Linked DNA regions of Mus musculus: all the other regions are linked to region 1. A link is a contact called in public HiChIP or PLAC-seq and capture Hi-C data. All regions are on one chromosome and are shown on one strand. The core of a region is the stretch at or near the end of the contact, and the rest is flanking DNA. Distances in the headings are between cores, read along the strand shown. Region 1 holds the start of Aifm2 (apoptosis-inducing factor, mitochondrion-associated 2). Region 2 holds the start of Pldi (polymorphic derived intron containing). Region 3 holds the start of Tspan15 (tetraspanin 15).

What was found. HiChIP or PLAC-seq counts read pairs in DNA pulled down with a chosen protein or histone mark. Capture Hi-C pulls out chosen DNA fragments and counts their contacts.
Region 2: a contact with region 1 is called in an H3K4me3 HiChIP or PLAC-seq map of bone marrow-derived macrophages, with 3 times the contacts expected there. The contact joins the promoter of Pldi here to the promoter of Aifm2 in region 1.
Region 3: a contact with region 1 is called in a capture Hi-C map of embryonic stem cells, with 3 times the contacts expected there. The contact joins the promoter of Tspan15 here to the promoter of Aifm2 in region 1. A contact is called at or near these places in 4 of 39 promoter capture datasets (embryonic stem cells, hippocampal neurons and stem cell-derived epiblast-like cells), 1 of 484 Hi-C or Micro-C datasets (embryonic stem cells), 3 of 115 datasets of contacts at active chromatin or transcription factors (embryonic stem cells, pancreatic cancer cells and stem cell-derived neural progenitor cells) and 1 of 9 other capture datasets (embryonic stem cells).

The regions. Positions count from the first base shown.
Region 1 is chr10:61,713,989-61,716,551 of GRCm38.p6, reverse strand. Aifm2 (apoptosis-inducing factor, mitochondrion-associated 2) reads right to left here and starts at 1,289. Exons shown (of 10, transcript NM_001284300.1): 1 at 1,200-1,289.
Region 2 is chr10:60,936,863-60,939,425 of GRCm38.p6, reverse strand. Pldi (polymorphic derived intron containing) reads left to right here and starts at 1,294. Exons shown (of 3, transcript NR_033616.1): 1 at 1,294-1,496. Gm26947 (a long non-coding RNA gene) reads right to left here. Exons shown (of 4, transcript XR_001779779.2): 3 at 1,464-2,563; 4 at 1-205.
Region 3 is chr10:62,229,944-62,232,506 of GRCm38.p6, reverse strand. It overlaps Tspan15 (tetraspanin 15), which reads left to right and starts at 1,289. Exons shown (of 8, transcript NM_197996.2): 1 at 1,289-1,487. The coding sequence starts at 1,392.

The sequences.
Region 1 (2,563 bases), core at 40-2,539:
AAGTGTGACTCAATAGGCTATGATATCTGTCCCCTCTTCCACTGGGGAAGGGAGGCGATGGCTCCCCTCTTTGGACACCAAAGACCAGGCTGAGAGTGAGCACTCTAGGGACAGCTGCTGAGGAATGCACCCCTAGATATACCGTTGAAAAACACCCCATGCTAAAAGGGACTGGCTGATAGAATGAAGAGGAGAAGGAAAAGAAGCACTCACTTTGGCATAGACACTCCTGCACTCAGACACACACACACACACACACACACACACACACACACACCCCAAGTGACCTGCCCATCCCTGGCCATTGCCAACCTGCATCTCCCTCCAGACAAGGCCCACTGGCTGTACAGTACTTGATAGGCCCAGCTCTAGTGAACAGGAGGTGACTTAGGCCAGTGTTGACATGCAGTCCCTTGAGAGTGTGGCTGAGCACTTGGGGTGTGTTGGCAGGGGACACAGGCTCATGTTAGAAGCTGATGCTAGCCTTGGTTCATAGGTGCTGAGTGGGGAGATCTGGAAGTTTCTTTCCAAACTACACCTGTCCTCCCCCGGGGGCCTCAGCTCTTAAGACAGCTGAGCATTCCCCCCCCACACCCCTAAATCCCAGGGTCAAAATTATCTTAGTGAGCTATGGGGATGTGTGGAGTGTGTGGTCTTGGAAAGAACAGGGTGCCTGGGAAGAGGGGGAGGAGGGAGGAAGAAAGAGTAAGAGAGAGGGAGAGTGGGAAAGGGAAAGAGAGAGGGGGAGGAGAGAAAGAGAGAGAGGGAGAGAGAGAGAGAAGAGAAGGGGATTCAGTCATTGCTGGTCTCGCTTTTTCTAACAGAACCCCTATTTCACAGGGGGGCGGGGTGAAGCAGGCCTCCAATGCACCCCTGGGTAACCCTACTCACTTTCTCTGAGATTCCTAAGGGTCTCCCGCTGCACTCAGACACCTCAGTCCTTCTGTCTGAGACCCTCCCAAGATCAAGGCCACGCCTGCCCCGCTACCCCTGCGCGTCCTGCTTCCCCCTCCCAAGACCCCAAGTTCTTCCCGGACAGATTTAGCGGACATTGAGGAGCAATGAATCCCGAGGAACCTGGTCCTCCGGACCGGCGTTAAGTATCCTAGGCAACGGCCCCCTCCTAATTCCGCGGCCCCTGTCATGCCCCTAGTGTACCCCACGCCGCGCGAGGGAACAAGGATCCCCAGTGACCTCACCTGTAGCGGTCCTTGGTCCTCGCGTCTTCCGGCGCTGAGGCCCCGTGTCGGGGCGTGCCCATCACTGTCTCCGGGTCGCAGCCCCGCCCCGAGCCCCGCCCCCGAGCCCCGCCCCTCCCGCTGCCCTGGAACTGACCTTGACCGCCTACCAGCCGCTCCCTACTTGGACACTCCCAGCGCTGATGCAGCCTAGCTAGCCTCTCAGCCTGCCAAGATCCTGCGCCTTAGTTTTGCCAGGGGTTTCTGGGAGACAACCGAGAGCCTCCCCAACACACACACACACACACACACAAACACACACACACACACACACACACACACACACACACACACACACACACTAGCTTTGCCATCTGCACACATGTGCATACGGACTGAGCGCCTGCTGTTCGCCCAGTCTTTGGTCCTGCACTGGAGCTTTAAAATGGAGAGCGGAACCGGTATATCCTTTGGTTATATGGTAGCCTGGAGAAAGAAGGGGTTTAACACAAGACTCAGGAGCTGTTTGCCTATCCTGAGTGCCCTGGATTTCTTACCCACAGAAGCAGAGCACGGTGGTGCATACCTGTAATCCTAGCATTTAGGAAGTAGAGGCAAGAGGGTTAGAAATTGGCTACTGAGTCCACTTTGGACTTCCTGAGATCCTGTCAAAAAAATGAAGCCATCAAACCACCACTGCTGACAGACTGCAGTGGTGCAGCCTTTAATCCCAGCACTAGGGAGGCAGAGGCAGGAGGATGTCTGTTGAGTTTGAGGCCAACTCGGAGCAAGTTCCAGGACATCCAGGGGCTACACAGAGAAACCAGGTCTCAAAAACCCTACAAAACAAAACAACAACAACAAGAAGACAAACAAAACACTACCACATCTCCTGTCACCTACTGCTGTAAGGAAGCTTGGAGATCAAAAAGTATTCAGGCCTCTCTCCCATACTGAAGTCAGCCCTGAGCAAGGGAGAGAAGCAAGCATGTGTGCCAAGTCACAGAAGGATGCCAGAGATAGGAAAGCCAGAGCATTCGAAGCTACATAGGGGAACGATAGGGCATCTGTCTCCAAGCAGATATTGTCCCCTACCCTAGGGGCAGTAGGCAAGTGTCCGTGAGGTCACGTACATACCTGAGCAGGGTGTACTAACTCATGCTTGTACCCACAGCCACTGGGGAGGCTGAGACAAGGAGGTTTACAAGTTCAAGGATATCCTGGGCTACAGTGAGAGACCCTGTCTCAAACATACATAGGCAGTAGGTAGCATTTCTTTATTTGGTTGGTTGTTTTGTTTTGCTTTGAACACTTGTTTTGATGAGAATTTCACACATGAACATTTCCATCATTTCCATCCTGTCTTCTATAATTGCTACTGTTGC
Region 2 (2,563 bases), core at 45-2,544, 780 kb after region 1:
TTCTTGTGACTCTGGCTGTGTGGGGACTGTGGTCACAGGGTCCAGGCTGCTCTGTCGCTGATGCCTTGTGACTATGGGTGGATGGCACATCTCTAAAGGCCTCAGTTGCTTCATCTGTAGAATGGGGTGCCAGATCCTTTGTGAGGAGGCTCCCTAAAACTCGGTGAGCGTTAGTCACGGGGAAGGCTAATTCTGTCAGAATCACCTAGGAAATAAATGATTAATCCTGAGATTCACCCGACAAAAACCAATTCCACCATTTTGGGGCAATTTTTTATTAAATTAGTCCAAATCTTTATTAAATATTAAATACTGACTAAGAGAAGGACTTTGGTCAAAACTACTCTCTGGAATTTCCCAGCTGAATCGTCCTGAGACACGTGGTGGTGGCAGCGGCGGCCACAAACCTACGTGTGGTGGTGGTTACAAAGACAAACTTATAGGCCTCCGTACTTTCCCATGAGGCTTTTGTTATCAAGAACTACAACTCCCAGCATTCCAGGAGGTTACCTGCTCCTTGGGCAGGTGGGGCTTACAGGTTTGTTCTAGGTATTACATACCCTACTGGCATGTGTTTGAGGGGTTTCCAGATGGGGTTCGTTGCAGTTGGAGGATCTACCCTAGACATGAGTAACACTAATACTTGGATGGCGTCGTGAATGAGAAGAGGAAGCGGTCTGGATAGCAGCAAGCATGTCTCTCAGCTTCCTGATTGTGACCAACCACGCCACCCTTCAGCCACCTTGCCTTTCCTGCTGTGACAGCCTGTCCTCTGCAGCAGTGGGCCAAGATAATGCCTTGCCTCCTGGAACTGCTTGTGCCAGGCATTTTAACACAGCAACAAGACAAGGAACTACTGTACTTGCTACCATCCGCAACAGCAAGACCAGAGCCCCACTGTGAGCCAGCCAGAACGCTGCTGGGGTCATATTGAATTACATCACAGACTGTTGCCAACCAGACCTGGTTCCGAAGGGGATGTGTGTATGTAGCACAAACATTGAGGGTAGGCTGGGGTTGTAGACCTTCTAAAATAGTGGTTCTCAACCTCCCTAATGGTTCCACCATTAGGGTTCCACTGTACTACAGTTCCTCATCCAATGCTGAGCCCCCACCCCCAACCATTAAATTATTTTCATTGCTACTTCATAACTGTACTTTTGCTACTTTTATGAATCTCGATGTGGATATTTTTGGAGATAGAGGTTTGCCAAGCAGTCACGACCTGCTGGTTGAGAACCACTGTTCTAGAATGTTCCATGTCTTATGGAAGTTCTGAGGCCTTCCAGCATCACCACAGGCTACGGAGCAACACAGAGGGCAGAAGTCCTGTTGAAGCCCAACACCACAAAACACCAGACAGATTCCTGGTGGCACTCTCTAGCAACTGTCCCTAAGCCTTCCAGAGAGATCTCAGACCTGGATTCTTGCCCTGGCAGTGTGACCCTGAGAGACCCACATACCTTCTCTTCTTGGCCTGTTTCCATGCACTAAAGGTAGAATGCAGATACTGGGCTTTACTCCTGTCCTGGGTTCATGGAGGGTTGGAGGGAGATGGTCCCTGGGAATTGTGAAGGAAACACAACACTGGCCCTGCATCGAGCACCAGAGAAAAAGCCAGAGTGAGCAGAGCAGCCCCTCTGCAGCCTGGGCTGCCAAGCCTGCGTGTACAGTCTCCCCTCCCTGGCCTTTGCTTTCCTTGCTGAGGAACAACGGGAGACTGGAATGCTTACTACAGTGCCTAAGACAGGGCAGCCTCTGTCAGAGCCACACACATCGATGGCCACTCTGGGTATTAGCCAAGAACACCCAGAGCAAGCTTGAGGCTTCAAGAGCAGCTGGTTGACGAACTATACTGTCCACGACACACACACATTTCCTTTGGAACCAGCCCCGGTTGGCATGGCCTGTGACCTGCTAACTCAACACCTAGATCCCAGTTGCCCAGTTCTGGCCCAGTCCAAACTCTTAGAGACATCGGAAAATTATCCGTCCAGGCCCCCATGTGTTGGGCTAGAGAATAGGGCCTGGGAAGGGGGCAGGACTGGGGGAGTGACAGGCCAACCTCCTCTGGTCTCCCTGGAGATGTCACAGGCTTAGCAGGGGCTGCTTGACACATGTCGGATAAAATAAGGGAAAATAAATAACAATGTTTATAAGAAGATTAGCAGGAAGGCAGGAAAATTTCTCTGGGGAGCCCTTGGCTGCATCTGGAAGTGACAGCCCCATCACCTTATCAGAGTCATAATGAGGTGCCAGGATTTGGGGTCATTAAAAATCCTCTCTGGCTGGGCTGCTCTCTCTCCATCGCCTTTGATGGAGGCCTGGTGGCTGCTTGGTCCCTTCCCCCACCGCCTTTCCACTCCCTTGGCTGTCCCCGGCTTGCCTGGGTGCGGAGGTGAGATGTTGATGTCCAGCTCAGCAGAAGTAATGCGGCAGGACATCCCAATTTGTGCCTGGGTCCCCGCAGGCACAGAGCCCTTCTCCCGGGGTGGATTAGCTCTGTTTTATCTGGGCTCCTTCAGAGAGGAGGTGGGGGGTAGGGGAATCTGCAGGTGCTTGT
Region 3 (2,563 bases), core at 40-2,539, 520 kb before region 1:
TCTAAGTAGAAATACCAGGATTAGCACCTGACCTGCCCACCTCCTGAACACTCCCCCCCTCTCAGCCCAGGGAACTTGTCTACAGGTGCCATTTCCAGATTCACCACCAGAACTTTCAGAGCTTTTGACTAGCAGCTATGCATTTAATTACCGATTGTCACAAACACAGACTGTCTGGTTCTCAGGCTCTGCACAGAGTCAGGCTAGGCCGGAGACAGGAAAACAACAGAAGACAGCTGGGAACATTTACCAAGGAAAAACGATTCATAGCTACCTGTGGCCCAGCCCACCAAGGGAAGGCTGGAGGGAGGTCAGACCCTGGCTGAGTGAGTGAGTAGTGACTAGGTTTGTAGAAGGTCCTAGAAGAGGATTTTCTGGGAGAAGAACTTTTTTTTTTGGGAGCAGAGTTGGAGGGCAAAAGGGAATTTCCATGGTCAGCTGGTTGACGAGCCTGGGGCAGATCTGTCTCCGGAAGTCTGCTGCTCCAATGGAACACCCTGGACTGGTGACCTTCCAGGATGTGACCATCACTCTTACACACTCACTTGCTGTTTTTGTTTTGTGTTTTATTCAGACTGAGTGTCACACAGCCTTGGCTGGCCTGAAACTTGCTATGTAGACCAGGCTGCCCTCAAACTCAGGGATCCACTTGCTTCTGTCTCCTGAATGCAAGGTATCAAAGGTGTGCGCTAGGATGTAACTGCAACAACAACACACTTGGTATTTTGTTTTGTTTTGTTTTGCTTGTTTGTTTGTTTGTTTGTTTTCGAGACAGGATCTCACTGAGTAGCTCTGGATGTCCTGGAACTCACAGTGCAGACCAGATTACTCACATAGATCCGCCTGTCTCTGCCTCCTCCTAACTGTCTCCACTGTCGCTGTCCTTTCTCGCAGTATTCAATCACACCCGTGGAAAGCCAGCCTTATTTTTGACGGTACTTAGGAACTCAGGCTCTTAGGCAGTCCTCTATCACTGAACTACAGTGCGAGCACCCTGTTTTCTAATACAGAACTGGGCACGCTCGCCCTTACTCCTGCGCCTCTCCAGGCCACACGCTCCCACGCTGAGATACAAATCGAGGACAGGATCTATGCACAGGAGCGCTCCTTTTTTGAGTCTCGCCCCCTTCTCTCACCCGGTCCACTGTAGCCTAAGCCACGCCCCTAGAATAGAAACAACGCCCCGACAGCGCGACACGCCCCCGACACGCCCCTTCGCGTCCATTGGCTGCCCGCATTGTCCGCTCCCTGGCCCGAGCGGTGATTGCGGCGCGCCTGAGTCAGTCCAGGGAGAGAGCGCGGGTGGCGGGCCAGGCCGCGGGACAGCCGCAGGTGGGGCCTGGAGCGGTGGCCGGATCGAGGCAGCCCCGCAGCCCCGCGCGGGAGCCAAGATGCCTCGCGGGGACTCGGAGCAGGTGCGCTACTGCGCGCGCTTCTCCTATCTTTGGCTCAAGTTCTCTCTCATCATCTACTCCACCGTGTTCTGGGTGAGTGATGGAGCCCGTGGAGCCGGGGTCGGGGTGGGGTATGGGACGGTCCACACTCCTTCGATGGCCCCCTAACACTCGACCCAGGCTTGGGTTCAGCTTCAGCCACTCAGAGAGGCCGCCGGGAGTGCGGGAGGGCTTCTCGCACCACTTCCCTGGGAACCGGGATACCTTGGCGGCCCCAGCTCTGCTCGGTTCCAGCAGCCCAGTCAGTCCTCAGCGTTCGAGCCCTGTTGCCCACAGGACGCCACTTTGTTCACCTATGCTGCTGAGCTCCTACCTAATGGGGTCCGGCTCGCCAGCCGAGTCTGCTGTGCATCCTCTGGCTGCTGTGTAGGGCGCGGGTACGTTGTTGACTGCGCCCACCACGCCTTCAGGGTGTGACTCTCCACAGCCTGGCCAAAGGTGGGCAGCTTTTGTGCTTGTGGCCACCTGGATTCCAAGTCTGGCCCCTGTTGCTACTTGCCTGTGCCTTTCCTCTGACCAAGATGTTTCTCTTGGGCATCTTGCTTTCTTCCTTGTTGGAAGGAAATGCTTTCTTGTTGGAGTGCGGCATTCCACTTGACAACCCGGCGGCTCCTGGATGGTGTTGCTATTTTCATGAGGTCTGGCATTGCCCATAGAGGATCAGGATGGCATTGGTTGCGCACAACCAGGCTTTGAATACTACCCGCCACTTCCTAGCTGAATGGTCTGGAAAGTTCCTTCATTTCTCTGACCATAGTTTTCTCATCTGTAGTTGGAGACAGTAGTTATTAAACACTTGGATGGTTGTGGAAGTAAAATAACGCAGGCCAAGATGAGGCCACAGAGAGCTAAAAAAAAGGGGGGAGATAGTAATAATATAATTATTATATTATAATTATAAAAACATTAACAATAAATAATAATTATTAGTATTTATTGTTATTGCTATTGTTTTTTGGGTTTTTTTTAGAGACAGGGCCTCTGTATGTAACTGCCTCTGTCACCCAAGTGCTGGCATTAAAGGCACCTATTATTATTGTTGTAGTTATTGTTGTGACAGGGTCTTACTATAGCTTAGTCTAGCTGGTGGTGGTGTATATGTGTGTGTG